Regions from separate parts of the Zea mays genome. Here region 1 is linked to region 2. The links are chromatin contacts, called in public Hi-C maps. All regions are on one chromosome and are shown on one strand. Each heading gives the region's core, a stretch centred on a gene start, on an enhancer-like site or on the middle of the called end of the contact. The rest is flanking DNA. Distances are from core to core; before and after follow the strand shown. Region 1 holds the start of LOC100281789 (acyltransferase). Region 2 holds the start of LOC103645359.

Region 1 (5,544 bases), core at 20-2,519, 210 kb before region 2:
GCACGACATAGTTGATAGCTGTTGAATGGACACGTACTGCATAGTGCTCGTGGATACACCGATGGTATGATGCGTGGCTACATCGATGTTATTTGACCACTACATGGCCTCTCTCAATAAATACGACGAATGGAGATCCTATCTTAACTGCTCGGTAACATGTGCGGTCATCTTGCTCAGAGGCATACGTGATGTCATGCCACTCAAGGTCGTTCTATCCTTAGGGCGTCTTGAGAGAACTGAAGATTCCGAGTATGGCCACCAAATCATGGGGCCCTATGGCATAGCCGTCGTGGACCTATGGTCTTGATGTGCAGGGCCCTTAGAAATGCCATGTTGGTGCTGAGTCGGGCCTTCTATGAGTACGTATTCTCGTGTTGATGTCCTAAAGGACATTATGTACTTTATAAATCTTCGTATGCTTACAATACATATGACTTTTTCTAATCGGGTAGAACTTTAGCATGTGCCAGCTAGGTTTGACGAACTAGTTAGACTATCTCCAGCAGTTTACCTATCCCCATACCCATATTCAAACTCCACTGTGCGAACAGTACAGTCTACAATGTAGAACAGTGCAAAACAGTGTTTTTGGGAAAACTATGGATAGACTGCTGCAGACGGCCCTAGAACTTTGACTAAACTTCAGTTGACTTGTTAGCATTTCTATTTTGTTTTTAGGGGCTAAAGTTTAGTAGCTACTTGAGATCCAGATAGTTTTGTAAGAACTTTTTTCATTGTTGGGTTCATTACAATTTTTTGTAACGAAGTACAATTCCGTGTTGCCCTAAATGCATTGCTGGTAGTCCTAGCACGCATGTTACTCGAATAGTATATAGCAAAGGACAAAAAAGAGGACAACATTTATGGTCAAGAAAGTAAGACGATTTGTACAAAACTAAATATATGCTTATTTTTAGTCGTCGTCCTGAAGTATAGATGCTTAATGAGCCTCCTCCTCCAGCGGCAGTGAAGTCATCCAATGCACAGTTATTAGAATCAGATGAAACATCAAACCAACGTTGCTGGTTCACGTGGTTACGGTTTGATTGAGGATCCAACCAGCACTGTTAATGCTAAAGTAAAAAAATGGGCCATGCAAGAAATAGTAGATGAGGGAAGGTTCTCATGAGCCATGCATGCATGCATGATGACCCATGTCCATGATGTGGTATCCCCTTCTGCGTGCTATAAAACCACCCTCCACCCTCCTCCCTTTCCCCAACCTCTGAACCCCGCTCTAATAAATCTTCCTCCCATCTCTCTCGCTCCCAACCCTCAAGTCCCCACCAACCCAACCCTGGTGGCACCGGCCGCACACACGAAAGCAAGCTAGCTAGTCACTATTAGAGCTATTTGGTTGGGAGCGGTTTAGCTGAGCAAGATCGAACTGGCATTGTCACACACATCTCAGCACTCAGCTCCTTGGGTTCCCCTCCATGAGCAGCAGCTGAGCAGCCACACATTGCCGTCTTCCTTGCTGCACTTGTAGTTACAGCTAGATCCATTGATTTTTTTGGCAACAACAAGAGCAGGAGCTACTGAGCAAGAAGTGCGTACGTGCTTGGTGAGTGTTACTTATACTAGCTTGCGATGGAGCTGGTGACTATGGTGACGCTGACGCTGCTGGCGTACTCGGCGGCGATGCTGGCGCGGCTTCTGGTGGCGCGCGCGCAGCGGCGTCGGTGCTACCTGCTGGACTACGTGTGCTACAAGGCGACGGACGACCGGAAGCTGCCGACGGACCTGTGCGGCGAGATCATCCAGCGGAACAAGCTGCTGGGGCTGGAGGAGTACAAGTTCCTGCTGAAGGTGATCGTGAACTCGGGCATCGGCGAGGAGACGTACGGCCCGCGCAACATGATCGAGGGCGGGGAGGCCCGGCCGGACCGCCTCCGCGAGGGCATGGAGGAGATGGACGAGACCTTCCACGCCGTCCTCGACGAGCTCTTCGCCCGGTCGGCGGCGCCCGGCGGCGTCGGCATCCGCCCCGCCGACGTCGACGTGCTCGTCGTCAACGTGTCCATGTTCTCGCCGGCGCCGTCCCTGTCGGCGCGCGTCGTGCGGCGCTACGGCCTCCGCGAGGACGCCAAGGTGTACAACCTCACGGGCATGGGCTGCAGCGCCACGCTCATCGCGCTCGACCTCGTCAACGGCTACTTCAGGTGCGTGCTCGACCTAGCTCGTTAATTCTTGCTAGTAATTAATTACTACTCGTTGTCATGAAGAGATAAAGGTCTCGTTCACGCATGGTGTGCTCCTGTAAATAGACGTCTGAGTTTGACAAACTGACAATAGATTATTGACCGCAGCCAAGTCTATCGTCTCTCTGGCCAAATAAATATTTAATCACAAGTTTAGGAAAAAAATTGTAATAAAGAATTCTATAACTCACAAAGTCTAAAGCTGTTTTGTTACGAAAAGGCAAAAACAAAAAAAAACAAAAAAGGGGGCTAGAGCTGAAAATGTATATATGTTGCACAGGTAAAAAAAAAGCCCAAAGCTGGGCAAAAATTTATGCCTGATGGGCCCTAGCTAGCTGCTCTGGTAATTAAGGGCATGGATGGATACACACCCAGCTGTGAGGCATCTTGTTTGGTTGCACGCCATTGAATCCATCGTCTGTGTAGCTACTGAGACCAGATAAATGTTCAGTACTCCCCTCCTACTACTTGTAAATTAATGCCTATCAATCGGAACATGTACCGTACGTGCTCTACCTACTAGCTAGCAACGTAGTAGTAGCTCATTTTTAAGAGTGGTAGTACTCGTTTGGTACTTGTGCTCACCATAATAATGAACACAATCACAAGGATTTTTTTGTTATGAACCTATGGTAGTTTTGTTCTCTCTTTTTTCAGCAAGATAAACTAGGAAACAAATATATGGTGGAAGGTCTTGTAAATAAAGCATTAAGCAGCGTAACCATTATAAGCTTAGGTCCTACATTAATATTGAAGAGTTAACCACTATAAAGATCCATATAGTAAGTGATTGACTCTATTATTAAACTTGCTGCAAGAAGATCCATCCCGAGATGGCAGTAGCCGCATCCCCCATGAACACGGGAGTAAATGTGGCCGGGGCCAGCAATGGCATGAATGCTGTGCTGTGACTGCTGCATGTGAGCCAGCTACGGCTACGGCCTACTCTGGAGTCTGGACTGTCCTCCTTTAATGCCTGCTCACCAAGTTTGGTTTGCCTTTAGATGGGCATGAATGGCTCAGCCGCTCAGGCAGGCACGGCATGGCTGGACCTGGACCTGACCGGCTCCGCTTGTAGTTAGTAGACATGCTTGTCCATTGGGCTGAACTGTCTGGTTCAGGCAGATCTCCATCTATCCCAGGCCGACGAGAAAGTCGGCGGTGGCACAGCCGCACAGGCAACGACCAACATAGCATACTTGAAAATGGCTGGCGTGTGCATAGCATACTTGAAATCTTAATGAACTTGTTTGTCAGTCATGGATGCTGGATTACGTGTGGTTGGTTGCTTGCAGGACGCACGCCGGGCAGGTGGCTCTGGTGATGACGTCGGAGTCGATCGCGCCCAACTGGTACGCGGGCAACAAGCGCACCTTCATGCTGGGCAACTGCCTGTTCCGCTCCGGCGGCTGCGCCTACTTCCTGACCAACGACCCGCGGCTCCGGCCGCACGCCAAGCTCCGTCTCCGCCACGTGGTGCGCACCCACACGGGCGCCTCCGACGAGGCCTACAACTGCGCGCTCCAGATGGAGGACGAGGCCGGCCGCCCGGGGTTCCACCTGGGCAAGGAGCTGCCGCGCGCCGCGGTGCACGCCTTCGTGCACAACCTCCGCGTGCTGGCGCCCCGCGTGCTGCCGCTCCCGGAGCTGCTCCGCCTCGCCTGCGCCACCCTCTCGGCGCGCCTGGCGCGCAAGAAGCGGCAGCGCGGCGCGGGCCATGGCCACGGCCACCTCACCATCCGCATGAAGGCCGGCGTCGACCACTTCTGCGTGCACACGGGCGGCGCCGCCGTCATCGACGGCGTCGGCAAGGGACTCACGCTCACGGAGCACGACCTGGAGCCCTCCCGCATGACGCTGCACCGCTTCGGCAACACCTCCGCCAGCAGCGTCTGGTACGTGCTCGCCTACATGGAGGCCAAGGGCCGCCTGCGCCAGGGCGACCGCGTCCTCATGCTCACCTTCGGCGCCGGATTCAAGTGCAACAGCTGCGTCTGGACCGTCGAGAGGCCCGCCACCGACGCCGGCGTCTGGAAGGACCGCATCCACCACTACCCGCTCAAGGACGTCTCCAACCCATTCATGGACAAGTACGGATTCGTCAAGGACCTCATAGACTTGTGATCGCCCCCTAGCTGCTCAACTCAACGTCTCAACCCCACCAACGCACATACTTTTTATTTACACCATTATTATTGTATTCATTGTCATGTTAGTACTACTCTGTTCTAGTATTGAGCAACTACTAGTTAATTAAGGTGAGCACAACAATGCTAGCTGAGGATTCATAGTAGCTTATGATTCTTTTGGTGATGGCGGGAAGATCGACTTTTACGTAGCAACGGATATGGCTTCGCTCTTTGTTCTTTCTTCAGTTCTGTCATTTCGTGTGTGTCAATTTAGATGCCCCATGTCGTCAGTCAATCAGTCAGTGTCGTCCTGTTCCTATTTACTATATCAAATGATTATGGTGCAATCATTTTTTAAACTAAGTTATTTATTATTTATTGTGTAATGGTAAATGTTGCTGTAATAAAGAGCATACTCTCACTCCAAAGATGCATGTTTTATGATCTGAAAGTCCACTGCGGCATAGTATTCATCAGCCCTCATGGCGATGTACATACGTAGAAGTCGGTTCTTCGATTTCTAAATAAATACAATACAAATTTAAACTACATTCTAGTTTATCTTAGAAATACAATATTTATCCGATTGCAACTACTCATCCTATATATATAAGACTGTCTCCAGCAACGTCCTCTATATACATCCTCTATATTCGTCTTTTACAGTCTTCTCTAAAAGATTTCATCTCCTATATCTACTTTCTCTCCAACAACGTTCTCTAAATCACGTCCTCTATATGTAAATACCTATATTAAAGACATTTTTATTTTTTTAATTTTTGTACATACGTATTTGTCATACTCTCAAATGTATTGTACATATTTTAGTTTTATTAAACCGGTTGTTTAAAGTATTCAAATAGATAGAGAACCGTTTAGAGAAACTCTACATATAGAGGATCCAGCAGCGTTCTCTAAATTTAGAGAACCGTTTAGAGGACGTTGCTGGAGGGAGACGTCCTCGTCCTCTAAATTTAGGGTACATAACCCTTTAGAGGGTCTTGTTGGAGCCAGCCTAATACTCACTCCATCCCATAAAATAAGCTAGGCGTACGTATATTTTTTTGGTAAAGTATTTAAAGTAAAACTTTAACCATTAATTTATTTTAAAATATGAAATCGACACATACAAATTGATCAACATCAACAACATAACCTTTTAGTCCCAAGCAAGTTAAGGTAGGCTAGAGTTGAAACTCAACAAGATGTCA
Region 2 (5,489 bases), core at 578-3,077:
TTCACTGTTCACCCCCTACGACACTATGCTGTGGGTCCACGAGTAATTAGTAGTAGATAAAAAATTGATAGTTGGTATAGAAAATGATGTTTTATAGTGGTAGTGGGATATAGGAGGAGTATTTAGGGGGAACCGTTGCGGGAGATGAAAGAATAGAGAGAAAAATAGGGGGAAAAAGTGATATAGAGAGAAAAATTTAGAGGTAACGGTTGCGGATAGCCTGATACCCCTCCGCCAGTCCGCCACGCCACTGCTCGCGAGTCGCGAGATCACCCGGCTTCCGCCACGCCGCTTGCCTTTTCCTCCTTCCATTCCCACACAAAAAAAGTCCACGATGTACCGTCCGGCGTCCGGTACGGCGGCCGTACGCACTCGACTGTCGCCGTGGCCTTCGGAAGCGCCACCTCCTTCGTGACAGGTCCGGGTGCCCCGTCCCATCGGCCTCGCGACGCCGACTTTTGCTTACCCCAAAAGCCATCCGACTCAGCCCCTCCTCCGGCTTCCGTTCAACGACGGCCAGCATCTCGTCCATCTTAATTAAACCCGACCCATCAGACCATGTCATCACCACACAGACAGGCTGTTCCTAATTTTTGGGTACCAGTGCGAAATCCGATATGAAAGTCCATACACACACAAATATATATAATTATACATGTAGTATCGAATATTTAATATATAAAAATTATTATGCAATGTTTTGATGTTAGAAGATAACAAATGTAAAATATAGCGAAAACACTTACTTGTTATCTGATATCATTAAAAATATTTATTAACATTTTGTGATACAAAGTCATCGCTTATATTATTGAGATCAATCTCATCCAACAACTTTTTTCGATATATAGAATCGACAAGCTATTTAACCTCTATTGAGTTATTGTTGACCATAAATAATTCACAAAAATATTTCAATTTAAAAAAGCTTCTCTCTATCGATGCAACCATCATATGTATAGTAAATAAAACTCTCTCTATATCAAAATAGAATTTGTTTTACTTCTTTAGTGGATTCATCGTTATACAGTTGAATATAAACATAAAAATCAAAAACTAAAAAATACTATTTTGAAACGGATTAAGTATTCGATAAGTAATTGAGACATTAGTTTAACAATTTAAACGAAACTGGTCGATAGTGTAGGGCTCTTTGCGTATTTGTGCTTAGAATAAATATGTTTAACAAGAAAAATTGCTAGTGTCCAATGATCAAGAGACCCTCTGTTTTTTTAGGCGCCTGCGGTCGCACCCTCCGCTACGGCCCTGCACACAGCCCGCTCGCTGTACAAGCCGCATTTTCAAAGCGCACACCGTCTGTCGCGACAGCCGGCAGGCGACAGCCCTGCCCTCTATCTCTGTCTCTTTAATTAAACGCGTTCCGTGGTTGACACGAACTGTTCGATTGCAAGTTTGCAACGTTCTATAAAAAGCAATACGAGATCTCACATCAGCGGACGACATACACGTTACGTGCGTATACACGCGCGCGGCGCGCCGCCGGAAGATTCAGTCGCGAAAAGATTCTCTGGTCTACTAGCTGTTATCAAGATGACGAGACCATTTCGTCCTTATATATATACCTCTAATAATATACACATTTTGCCTTATCCAATACTAATATAAGATTGCCGGGACGTGATCACATTCTGACCGACGCACGTTGAACGACGGCCGGCGGGCGTCGCTTCTCTCGTTTTGATTCTCGAGAAACTGCTACATCTTGTTTTTCTAATCTACATCCACAACGACCGACTAGTCTTCTCCGCGAGAGATCCGGGGGCCGTAACCGCCGCCCTGTTGGTCGGTCTCGTGACGGCTGAGCCATGGCCGCGGTGCTCAGCGCGTTCGTGCCGGACACCGCGGTCCGGTGGCGCGGGCTGGTGACGGGGGAGGTGGCGCGGCGGATGGGCGTCGCGACGGAGGCGAAGGCGCTGCTGGCGAGGCTGGAGCGGGTGGGCGCCGCGGTGCGGGACGCCGAGGCGCGGGCCGCGTGCGGGGACGACGGCGCGGCGCGGTGGCTGGCCAATGTGCGGGCTGCCGCCTACGAGGCGGACGGGGCCGTCGACCGGTGCAGGGTCGCCGCACGCCGGCGCAGGGCCCACGACCAACAGAAGCAGGTACGATCACCGGTTCTGCAGGATCTGTTGTTGTTGCAGGTTCGTCCATTGACTCGGCTCCTTTCTTTCTTCCTGCTCAGCAGGCGCCTCTTCCTAGGCTGCTATCCTCCTGCTGCGACACGGACACGGACACGGACGTGTCCTCCTGTGTCGACATCGCGGCTCACATCAACAGCCTGAACCGGAAGCTGCAGGTCATCCTCAAGGAGAAGCGTCGGCTTCAGCTCCGCTCTTCCCTCGGCGGCGACCATCACCCAGCGCCTGACCGCGCGGCACATAGGCTCCGCAAACCTCAGAGGACCCGGGCCGCGGGCGCCGGCATCGTTGGCTCAAGGATCGAGGACGACGCGGCCGCGCTCGTCGGGCTGCTGACGGAGATGGACGGCGAGGAAACCGGCTGCACGATCGTCGCCATTGTCGGCCCCGACGGGATCGGCAAGACCACGCTCGCCAGGAAGGTGTACGGCAGCGAGAGGATACGGCTCGGCTTCGGGGCGGCGAGGTCGTGGCTGCGCGTTCCCAGGGAGTACAGCGAGGCCGGCCTGCTCTCCCAGGTCGTCGACTCGTTCGGCGGCGGCGACACGACGGGCGGCGAGAGCTTCGCCGACCTCGAGAAGGCGCTGGCCAGGCTGGTGGAGGGGAAGAGGTGTTTGCTCGTGCTGGACGACGCGCGGTACGGCGGGGTGTGGGAGGGCGTGCTGAGGAGGCCGCTCCAGCGCGCTGGGCGCGGCAGCAAGGTGGTGGTCACGGCGCGGCACGGCAGCATTGCTCGGGAGATGGGCGCCCGCCACGTCCACCGCATCAAGAGGCTGGACAGCGACGGTGCCTGGCTGCTGCTTCGCGCGGCGGCCTCTGTAGCTGACGAGGCTACAGCCGCTGAGCTGAAGGGCGTGGGCCACGGGATAGCCGATAAGTGCGGCGGTGTGCCGTTGGCGATCAAGGCTGTTGCCGGCGTCCTGACCACACGGGACGCGAGCGCCCAGGAGTGGGGCGAGGTGCTCGCCAGCCCGGCGTGGCTGGTGAAGGGGCTCGCGGAGGACGCCATGAAGCCGCTGTACCTGTGCTACGACGACCTGCCGTGCCATCTCAAGCAGTGCTTCCTCTACTGCTCGTTGTTCCCCTCTGACCTCGCCATGGACAGGCGCGTGCTCGTGCAGCTGTGGATAGCTGAGGGCTTCGTGCAGATCGGAGCCGACGCAAGCGTCGAGGATGTGGCCGAGGAGTACTACGATGAGCTCATCAGAAGGCACCTTCTCCAGCCGGGAGAGGAAGACGAAGGCGGCGGCGCCACGTGGTGCACCATGCACGACATGCTGCGAGCTCTAGCGCAGCTGCTCTCGCATGGTGAGGAGTTGACCGGCGACTCGTATCGGCTGTTGGTCGACAGCGATGCCCCGTTCGCGCCACGGCGTGTTTCCCTCGCGAGAAGAAACCTGGCCTCGATACCTGAGAAGATCCTCAAGTTAGAAAGGGTAAGAACGCTGCTTCTTCAAAAGAACCCACTTACGGTTGAAGGAAGCATCTTTACAAGATTGCAGCAGCACCTTAAAGTATTAGACCTCAGCGAAACAGCAGTGGAGCTCATTCCAGAGGACCTGCCGACCTGGGCAATCTTGTTTACCTGAGGTTCCTGAACCTGTCTCACACGAGAATTCAGGCAATTCCAGAATCCATAGGCAACCTGTGGAACCTGAAATTCCTCCTGCTGAGAGGGTGCAGGGCACTGCACGCGCTGCCAAAAGGGATTGAGCATCTGAGAGGGCTCAGGGACCTTGACCTTGCCGGCACAGTGATCGACGATGCCGCATTCAGAGTAGGCCATCTGAGAAGCATCACGTCGCTCTGCTGCTTCACGGTGACGAGCAAAGAGGCGCGTGCCGCTCAGGATAGGAGCGGGTGGCCTCTGGATGAGCTCAAGAACTTGTCTCAGCTGAGAACGCTGCACATACAGAAGCTCGAGAATGCTGCCAATCGATCCGAGGCAACTGAGATGTTACTTGGCGCCAAGAAATGCCTCAGGGAGCTCGAGCTGTCGTGCAGCAGCACTGTCGGGCCACTTCAAACAACGGAGTTGACCAGAAAGATCGAGGATGTCTTTGAAGAGATGAATCCGCCATTGTGCCTGGAGTCACTGAAGCTTGTAAACTACTTTGGGACAAGGTTCCCGAGATGGCTATCGGTGACCTTCCTGCCAAATCTCCGTGATCTAGACATTGTCGGGTGCAACTTCTGCCAGTCTTTTCCTCCACTAGGCCGTTTGCCAGAACTGAGATCCTTGTACGTAGCAGACTCTTCAGCTCTGAAGGATATAGGTGCAGAGCTCACGGTCACGGGCACCGAACACCCACACCAGGTTCCGTTTCCAAAGCTGGAAAACCTGCACTTCCAAGGCCTGCGGAAGCTCCAGACATGGGCAGACATCGAGCCAGGGGCATTTCCATCCCTGCAGAAACTCCAGCTTGAGAGCTGCCCCAAGCTGCAGAACCTTCCTGTTGGCCTCAGACATGTGACGTCCCTGACCAAGCTACACGTAGCAGATATGGCAAGCCTTGAGGCCGTGGATGACATTGCTACGCTGAGGGAACTGAGCGTCTGGAACACTCCTAATTTGAAGAGGATATCAAACCTGCCTTCCCTTGAAGGTATCAACATGTGCCACTGCCCTATGCTGGAGAGCGTGGAGAACGTAGACGGGTTACGAACAGTGCGCATCTTTGATCATGATTTGCGGGACATGCCCAGATGGATCGAGGCGCATGCTTCCAAGCTTCGATCGCTGAATTTCACAAGCACAGCTGAGCTGCTGAAAAGGTGCTTGGTTGATGGTCCGGACTGGTCTGTGATTAAGGGCATTAAGGAAGTTCGTGGGTACTCCACTGGTTGCAGCTACATATACTACAATAGGAGTCCTTACATATTCGAGAGCAATGTGAGTGATGAAGATAACCTCGGTGTCAGAGAGGATGAAGCAGATCCTGATAATGTTGATGACATTTCAGTTTCATCTTCAGGCGCCAGTTATCTAGAAATCAGAGGATTCTTTGACTCACAAGTGTTGAAGGAAGGAACTAACAGGGCTGAAGAAATTGTGCCACGTGGGAGTTTTGGGAGGACCATGCTGGGGCTCACTCATCGTCGCCTGCATAAGCTAGCAGAAGTTGCTCCTGAAGATGATGAGGTTGAGGACGGAGCAGATTCAGCTATCCTGCTTCCTTCTAATCCAACAAGAGCTATGACATCTGCAGAAAAAGTTGGTTGTGTTGTGACTAATTATCGTAATGATCTTGGTTCATTGGCAAATGCTGCGAGTCATGAAGCAATAACCAATGATGAAATTGGTCATAACTTGGTCCGGCAAGGGTCCCGAGC

The links. A called contact is a pair of places that touch in the nucleus more often than the background predicts.
Region 1: a Hi-C map of tassel shows a contact between it and region 2, with 2.5 times the contacts expected there. The contact joins the promoter of LOC100281789 here to the promoter of LOC103645359 in region 2. A contact is called at or near these places in 3 of 25 Hi-C or Micro-C datasets (ear, leaf and tassel).

What each region holds. Positions count from the first base shown.
Region 1 is chr1:238,442,099-238,447,642 of Zm-B73-REFERENCE-NAM-5.0, reverse strand. LOC100281789 (acyltransferase) reads left to right here and starts at 1,269. Exons shown (of 3, transcript NM_001365291.1): 1 at 1,269-1,567; 2 at 1,678-2,165; 3 at 3,500-4,758. The coding sequence starts at 1,861. The coding sequence ends at 4,328.
Region 2 is chr1:238,228,596-238,234,084 of Zm-B73-REFERENCE-NAM-5.0, reverse strand. LOC103645359 reads left to right here and starts at 1,827. Exons shown (of 3, transcript XM_023300942.1): 1 at 1,827-2,120; 2 at 2,201-3,718; 3 at 3,721-5,489. The coding sequence starts at 1,827.